Linked DNA regions of Hordeum vulgare: region 1 is linked to region 2. The links are chromatin contacts, called in public Hi-C maps. All regions are on one chromosome and are shown on one strand. The core of a region is the stretch at or near the end of the contact, and the rest is flanking DNA. Distances in the headings are between cores, read along the strand shown. Region 1 holds the start of LOC123425875 (protein disulfide isomerase-like 5-4). Region 2 holds the start of LOC123429936 (vascular-related unknown protein 1-like).

Region 1 (4,701 bases), core at 293-2,792, 350 kb before region 2:
GAGCAACAGATAGCAAAATTATTGATGAAACATAAAGACTCAGGTTTAAACTATGTATTCAATAATGCTCATGAAATGCTACCAAATTCACCTCAAGTTAAAATCTATCCTTAGGAACTCCCCATCTGAACTCCTGTCAACAATTACAGATGTGGTGGTATTGACTGCTAAGTAACTACTCAACTCCTGCAACAACAATTTAACAGCTTCAGATGAAAGTAACTTTATCATATATTGCAATACAAATTTAAAGATCAAGAATACGAGATCATGTAAACATTATTCAAAATTGCTAGCAAGTGCAGGAATTGCAATGCTTAGCCAATGAGGACCCAAGCAATACATTGGTTCCAGAGAAACTAGTAGACCATGTGATGTCATCACACTGCCAGTTTCAATTCACGCAAAACAATTGACAATTCAGTGAACAAATAGTCTCAAGTCCTCATGATCATAGTTGCTTCCATAATCTAGTCCATGTTGATGCTCTAATGATCAATTTGAAAAGTTCATTTTAAAGGGTTATTTCGGACTACATAACGTGAAATGGTGTAGCAATTAAGTACTACAGCAAACCAAATAGTAGCAGACCGATTATTCACATAAACTAAGGGCAATGCTCTTTTCCTTATGGTTGTGTTCTTAAGTGTAATCTGCAAAGCAAATCGAACATGACAACAGCCATGTTACTTATTTTTGTGCTACATAGACTGGAACCAACTAAGGTAGATAATGTAACCTGACAATGAGTACAGTATAGTTGATAACAGAACAGAAACTGAGTACTGACCATTCCAAACAAAAACACCATTGCTAGTGCTGCAAATATGGATAATCCAGCGCCAGATAGTGATGCCTCCGTCAAATCCCTAGGAATTTTCCTGCAGACAGCCAACACACACCAAAAAGAATATCTCAATACGTTACCACTTCAGTAGAAACTCAGAAACAGCACCTGGACAATGCCAGCAAAAAGGTCACACGCCCCCCACCGACCACCATTACACCATACTGTAAATTTTGCATCTTCGGTACTACGAAGTTCGTAAATAAATCATCTACGGTACAATTCTCCAGAAACAGACCGAGTTAATCACTCCGTTCTACGAAAAGACAAGTAAATCATTACTGCCGAGTATCCGCACTCGAACTAAAAACATCAATTCGTAGTCAATCCCCCAATACAGATAGTAATCCGACGGAACCAAACCCCGCATTCACCGAATCCCGCCGCTAATCTGGAGATCAGAAGGGAGGCGAATGGTACCTGTAGAAGTCGACGGACTTCAGCTTGCTCGAGGAGATCATGGCTGCCGATGATGACGGCGTGGCAGCGCGCCGGGGGGTCGGATCTGCCGGTGCGGAGAGATCTGGAGGGAGGGGGAGGAAAGAGGTGAGATTTATGTGGGGAGGTCTCTTCTTTTCGTCGTGTAGAAAGGTGTGCCCGCGGATCTCACCGCCTCCTACCTCCCGGAGTCCAGAGTACGGCTGCCTTTGCCTTCGATGTTAATTGCGTCCAGCCACGGATACGTAGTATCCATCTACCTATTGCTTTCCTTTTATGTATGCCGTGTCAACTTAGAAAATTAATTCGTGTCGAAAAAATCTTAGAAAATTAATATCGCCCTATCCTGATCTCAAAAAATAAATGCCCTGTATCCTGGAAAGTTAATTGGTCCTACTCCCTTCCCTTCGTTTCAGTTTATAAGTCCGACACGTGTATCTAGGTCGTTAATTTAACCAACTTAATAAGAGTCATATATTACAAAAAATATATCATTAGAAACTTTAGATGTTATATTTTATAAGGATATAATTTTTATGTTAAACAATATATTTTATATAAGTCAAATTGACGACCTAGGTACACGTGCGTGCCTTATAAACTGTGATGGAGGTAGTAGTATTTACAGCGCTGAGTAAATGTAATGCTAACCATAGTGTATATTGCATATATGTTCTCCTATAAAACCCAATAAAACAATTAAATTTAAAAGTACTCCTGGGCAATAATGTATGCATAAAAAATTAAGTTTATAATTTAAAAATTCAAATCAATACGGTAGTTGATGTTTAACCTAAGACATGTCTAAAAGTTGGCATTACTCCTATGAAGTATGCTCGAGTATACACCTGGCCAAATGGGCCGGCCCGACACGGCAAGGCATGGCCCGACTGTAAACGGGCCAGGCACGGTACGGCTTGTCCAAACATGAATATTAACCGGGTCGGCACACGTGCGCAGCTTCCACCCCCACGCATGACACGGAAGCTATACGGACCAGTCCCTCGGCATGCCAGGGCCGATTTTAGATTTTTTTTGGCCTGTTGGGCTATTATATATATATATATATATATATATATATATATATATATATATATATATATATATATATATAAGTAAATGGGTCATGTCGTGCCGGTCCACGTGTCCAGCCTTCAAGCCCACGCATGGCCTGAGACGGGTTGCATGCCCGGCACGGTCCATTTAGGTCATGTTGTGCCTGGCCATGGCGGGTCGTGTCGGCGTGCTCGCGGGTGGGCGTTTAGCCCGGCCCATTTGGCCAACTATACCTAAGGGCATCCACGCGTGCCTCATGCTGATTCCTGTCGGGCGACTTTACCCCTCTTCGATCGGGTTGGGTTGTTCCTTACCGTGCCAACGGCCTTGGGGTCCATGACCTGTTGGTTGGGGGCGCGTTCGGGGTCACCTTTTCTGTAGTGTTTTTTGTTACACATATGCGTGTTGTCTCCTGTGTTGGTTAGAGTTGTCATTGTCGTGGCTTATATTCGGTTATTAGTCTGCGTTGGATCTGTTTATGGCGGGTACCTCTTATTCGGTTGTTGTCTGATCTGCTACCCGCAAATTGAGAGGTAAAAACTCTATTAGGGCAAGGATTTGAAAAAAATAAATACCTATTGATTTATAAATTGGAAAATTCTGCACCAATACGCATACCCGCGTACTCGCATACCTTTGTACCAATTCATTCCTACTGGTAGGTATGTCATTCACTAAAAGGGAATAAGACCTAGCTGTTTTACCCTAGTCTAACTCAACTGCCAACCTCGGCCCCAAATCCCCTCCCCTTATCTCATCATGTGTTGCCATACCACACAAGCCTTGCCTCCCCCATCTCACTCTCACTTCAACCCTAGTTGGGAAGCACCACACGCTACCCCCGCGAGCAGTCGCCACTACCTACGTGAAGTGACGCAATGGGTCATTTCCCTCATCTCCTCGTCTCCTCCTTGCACCTATGTTTCCTCTTGTGACCAGGTCCTCTCCTCCGACAACTCTCTGCTTGTCGCCTCGTCTCCTCCACGCGATCACCACGAGATGGTCGTAGCACCTTCTCTGTCACGCCTCTACATGCCTCGAGTTGACAAGCACATGGAGAGCGACCAAGAGGATGTTGAGGAGGCGTCACTCTAGAACGGATCCCCTCCTCCGTGCAACTCTGATAGATAGGGAGGAATTTGAAGAAAAATGTCACAGATGGGAGTGGTTATCAGGCGTCGACGCCTTTGCCTTCGCCTTCGCCTACCCCCCCCCCCCCCCCGCCCCATGCCCTTACGCCTCCAGACACCTTCAAGGGGGGTAGATTCCCTGGTGCTTGTGGTGAATTGGGTGAGGTGGACGAGATGGGTATTTGTACCCACAAGTATTACCTGCACGGCTGCACCCAACCGGGTATGGTGATATGGGGTGGAACCCCTAGATGTTCATCTTTCACGAATTGAAGGGGGGGACCTCGAAGAACACAAAGAGCACAGGGAGGAACAGGGAGAAATCACAAGAGGAAACACTCAAGAACAAATCCATTCAAACATCCACTAGACTCACACCACACAAGATCCACAAAGGTACATGAACAACAAAGGAAAAGTAAGTTACATGGTAAAGTTCATCCCAAATACCATAGGGAGATGAGGTCTTGAATCCAGTAGGGATCTTCCCTAAAAAAGGGGCCTTGACATCCACTAGGGGATCTTCTCACATGGAGGTTGATACGTCTCCATCGTATCTACTTTTCCAAACTCTTTTGCCCTTGTTTTGGACTCTAATTTGCATGATTTGAATGGAACTAACCTGGACTGACGCTGTTTTCAGCACAATTGCCTTGGTGTTATTTTTGTGCAGAAATCAAAGTTCTCCAAACGTCCTGAAAATCTACGGGGCGCAGTTTTGGAAAATATAAAAATATCTGCGCCAAGTTCCACCTTAGGGGGTGGGCCAGTGTGTTGGAAATATGCCCTAGAGGCAATAATAAAATGGTTATTATCATATTTCCTTGTTCATGATAATCGTCTATCGTTCATGTTATAATTGTATTAACAGGAAACAGTAATACATGTGTGAATGAATAGATCACAATGTGTCCCTAGCAAGCCTCTAGTTAGCTAGCTCGTTAGTCAATAGATGATCATGATTTCCTGATCATGGACATTGGATGTCATTGATAACGGGATCACATCATTGGGAGAATGATGTGGTGGACAAGACCCAATCCTAAGCCTAGCACTAGATCGTATTGTTCGTATGCTAATGCTTTTCTAATGTCAAGTATCTTTTCCTTCGACCGTGAGATTGTGCAACTCCCGGATACCGTAGGAGTGCTTTGGGTGTATCAAACGTCACAACGTAACTGGGTGACTATAAAGGTGCACTACGGGTACCTCCGAAAGTGTCTGTTGGGT
Region 2 (4,589 bases), core at 675-3,174:
TCTCTTGCAACAGTCAAGCCTTTAACTATTTGCTTTCTGAAGGCTACTTCGTAACTGCCTAGTTCATGAATGCATGAGCTAATGCATGGACATTGCGTGATCCATGATTATCCACTATCTATTCCGAAATGGAAATTGCTTACTCCTACAAACCCTGAATCCTTTTCCTTGCGAAAAAAGAGAGATAACTCGATTTGTTCTTCATGATTTCAAAAGCACGTGCAAAGTCATGGGTGTATATATAAATTAAGAGAGGGGAAGTTCGGCAAACTGACCCACTCATGGATGGTAAGGTAGCGATATATGATGAACACAAGTGAGTAGGTACTAGGTATATAGCCCAGTTTATCATGTTGATATGCTAGTGCACCAGCCGGTATGGAGACAACAAACACTTTATGCTATATCGAACACAAATAACACCTAAGAGAAGGCAACGTATATTCACCACGAACAATGGACTTATGGAATGGAGAATTTCGGAGAAATCATTAAAATTCAGCCAGATCCCTGGACGTACAAATCGTGTAAACTACGCTGGCCATGTCTGTAGTACTAATACTTGTATTTGGTACCACATCGCCTCTTTCGTATGCAGCGTATGCATGAATGAGGAAGATATCCAGTAGAATCCCATTATGTTCTAATTATTTTGGTTTTCATACCGAGCTGAGCTCCATGAACCTATGTATATATATTCTTAACACAATTGGCTATTAATAAGCCAGTAGCTGAAAACAGAATGAAATACAGTTGTAATATGATCCATATATAATTCATCAAATAAAATATCCACATTATCATCACCACACACTGTATGTTTTGGTCAATTGTCCCACAGATATCTGTACAGTGTAATCCACACAATGTTCAACTTCATGTTTGGAACGCAGGAATTTCACGGAAATTTTGAAGGAACCATCCAATTCCGACAAGATTCGGAAAAAAAATAATGCATTCCAAACACAGGGCCTATAAGTCTCAAAGTTAGCCCTGGTAGTTGAGCAACATGGACAACGGAACCAAACAAAGCCCCTTGTCCTTGAGCTCTGCGCATGGAGTTATACCCCTCTGGCTTTGATCCAGAAATCTCACTCCTTCCATCACCACATCTGCATCTTCACAGTCCATTCCGTCTCTCCCATGATCGTTGCCAATCCCAGCCACCTTCATGCAAGAAACACTAACACAATTATTGACTACTATGTAGGTACAGGATCCACAATTCCGAAGAAAGATACCAATCAGGTATATAATTTATATACCATTTCAAGAACACACGTATCAATTAATGAATTATTAACTGAATTACCTTGGCGAGGTCCGTAATATTGCACCTTCTTTTAGGGCTGAATTCCAGCTGTGACAAAGCACTGACCTTGAAAAAGACAAAATTAAAACAGCAAAAATTAACACCAACTACATATACATACTGCAAGGACTTGTCTAAATTTAACCAAAAAGTGAAGCTAATTCTCAATTGTAGCTATACCTTAGGGCTATTGACAGGAGAGCTTGCAGTATCCTCCAAGGAATCATCATGATCCAGGGCCTTGAAAACTTTCTTCTTGAGCTTCTTGAGCCCCTTGTACCTATCTGGGACCGCGGCCGGAGCGAGGGAGGCGGCATCGGAGATCATAGAGCCCTCCTCCTCCTCCTCATCCTGATCAAAAGTGCAATATGAGGCCCCTTGCCTCTTCTTCTCCTCCTCGGACATCATGAAATCCACAAAGTAATCGGTCCAGGAACTCTCCTCCGGCTGAGCCTCCGCTTCACTGCAGCTGAGAACGCTCTTGAAAGATGAGCTGCTAATCAGATCATCCATGGTTTGTTGTGTGTAGGGCTGTAGGGTAAAGCAGAGGTAAAGCTGAACTACAAGTTGTGTTTCTATGAATGAAGAAGGAATAGCTTTGCAAAGAGAGAGACAGCCTGGCTTATATATACACAGGAGAGAGAGAGAGAGAGAGAGAGAGAGAGAGAGAGAGAGAGAGAGAGAGAGAGAGAGAGAGAGAGAGAGAGAGAGAGAGAGAGAGAGAGAGAGAGAGAGAGAGAGAGAGAGAGAGAGAGAGGTGGTTGGGGCGTTAAAATCAACAATTAGATGGTACTGTTTCCGTTACAGATAATCGAAGAATATTTCATACTTTGGTTTCAGCCTTTCAGAAGCTGGCCGCCCTAATCAATAACCTCCCTATCTTGCGTAGCAGTATAATCACTGTTCTCTTCTACAGTATCTTCTCAATCTCAATGGGTGCGTTGTGTTACTGTTAGGAGAAAAAAATGTCATAGCACGTGGAGCCTGCGCCGCTAGTTAACTCCGAAGCTTGGCTTACCTCCGCCTTAACTGAAGCCGTGCCTCCGCAAGGTTTGAACTAAACCGTGGTTCAAATTTTTAACGAGCTTTGCCGCTCTGAGTGGAGGGAGATGTATTACTGGAGCTAGCTGCTGCTTGTGTTCAAACCGTTTTTGAAGACCCTAGCCGGCCAGCCTCCACTTTGGTGCTGGGTCTACATTGTGCCTCACATCCGACGTGGCATGGTTGATCGAGATTCGAGTGACCAAAGGTGTGATCCGTGCAAGTTAATTTGCTTGTCCAAAAGTGTTCTTCAGTTTTTGTTCAGAGAAACTTCCTGGGTTGGTATAGGTGAATGCATCATGCATGGTTTGGTGCAGGTGAATGGATCATCACCAACAACTTCCACTTTTTTTGAGAGAGAGAGAGAGAGACACACACACTTCCACTTTTATATGATATAGTAAAGACGAACACTTTTTTTCACTAACCGATCCAATGGGCTAACAGTTTCCCAAATCTCCGCAAGAATAGAGTCGTCTTTATACGGTGCTAAGAACTTTAGATGCGGCACATGTGTACGTCGTTATTGGTACATCTGCATGTTAAGCGAACGAGGAATTTTTTCTTTTCTTTTTGCATGGATTATGTGCTGGCTAGGCATGAAGAAGTTGGCAACCCGGTCTTGGGGTTTGTTAGTGTCCGGCCGTTGTTACCGTTACCGAATGACGGGCGCGCACACGTATGCACACGCACTCACAAATTATTGGTGCGCCGCACGTCTGGGTGGGTGACGACTGACCATCCATGGGGCCGGCCCAGTCTTTTCTCGGAAACTTGTAATCTTACACTAGACTAGAAGCGATGATGCAATCATTGATATTATCAAACGCGTTAATATACAATACAATCTCGCGCCGAAGAATAGGTCCCGAGGATTCCGTACCTCCCATTCAGATTATACTATAGTAGTATAAATAAACGTGGATTAATTACTAAGTACGAACTGCGACACCATAATCAATCGGAAAGCTTGCTTGCACTGTACTGCTCGGGCTACGGGCGACAACGTGCAGACCAGAACATGCACGCAAAATATTCCGTATCGTGGTGCCGTGTGAGGCGTTAACGTCCGCGGCTTGTCTGCGCATGGATATGCCCGACGCTTTCATCCATAGCTAGATGATGTCCCGTCCCGCTGCTGCGAAAAACTTGTTAGAAAATATATAAAAGTTTTTAAAAAATATCTATAAGTAACGGGAAACAAATCTAAGCTTAAGAATGAAGAAAATACAAAGGGTATAGAAATAAAAAAATGAATTACATTTAAAATAATGTCATGTCAAACAAAAATGTGAATGTAAACCACATAGTTATGGTGCAAGCAACCAACACTTATATTTAAAATAAATGATCTAACGCAAAAAATAACTTATGTGTAACATGCATGAATTGATGATGTAGCGCTTACATGGATAAAGTAACCTAAAAAGAATGTAATTTATAACTTGCATCCATGACTTGCTCTTATGGCATAGTTACATGTCTAGGAAAAATAGCTAGTGGGTAGTAGCTATTTTAGAATAGAAGATTCCAGTCCCTTTTCTGCTCATTAGAGCATCTACAACTAGAATTAACTAATATCAATCTCCAAATGCGTGCAAATGTTTCGATCAGTGATCGGGTACATCTGTTTTGATCCTTTATTTACCAAAATACTAAATCTATGTAAAAGGCCTACATAAGGTTATGTACCTTTCAATCTATAATCAATAAATCCCCATGATTTTAACTGGTGCTCCCCCTCCTTGATTCACCCAATCAAAAACTACCCCTTAACCCATTACGTAGAACACACAAATTTCCTTATATTTATGCACGCATGTGACCATGTCTTTTTGTCCTTTCCAAAATTTTCGAACAAATGCATTTAATGGATGAAGACGAAGAGGAAAATGAAAAGAAAGAATAAAGAAATAAAAAATGTTGTTTAGTGTTGGTCGTATTTCATGTGAAGGTCTATTCAGGCACGGCCAGACATCCTCTTATCCTTTCCATATTTAATGTGGATATAAGGATTTGCGGTCAATCTAATCATACAGGATAAAGTGGAGGTCTGGTTAGTAGATTTTTTCATTCACTTTTCTTTCTGGATAGTCCCGGTCGACGGTGCCTCGCCAGTGTTCGAGCATCCGATTGAAAGTTTAAGGGGTTTGGATATAGATGCTTAGGATTAGGGTATGGGGTTAGATCTTATGGTTTAGGGTGGGGCTTAGGGTTTACGGTTTTAGATTTAGTT

Evidence for each region. A called contact is a pair of places that touch in the nucleus more often than the background predicts.
Region 1: a contact with region 2 is called in a Hi-C map of seedling, with 4 times the contacts expected there. The contact joins the promoter of LOC123425875 here to the promoter of LOC123429936 in region 2. A contact is called at or near these places in 2 of 6 Hi-C or Micro-C datasets (leaf and seedling).

The regions. Positions count from the first base shown.
Region 1 is chr2H:208,686,553-208,691,253 of MorexV3_pseudomolecules_assembly, reverse strand. It overlaps LOC123425875 (protein disulfide isomerase-like 5-4), which reads right to left and starts at 1,542. Exons shown (of 16, transcript XM_045109623.1): 1 at 1,468-1,542; 2 at 1,268-1,370; 3 at 791-881; 4 at 92-186. The coding sequence starts at 1,308.
Region 2 is chr2H:208,339,006-208,343,594 of MorexV3_pseudomolecules_assembly, reverse strand. LOC123429936 (vascular-related unknown protein 1-like) reads right to left here and starts at 1,924. Exons shown (of 3, transcript XM_045113900.1): 1 at 1,493-1,924; 2 at 1,313-1,378; 3 at 776-1,167. The coding sequence starts at 1,825. The coding sequence ends at 988.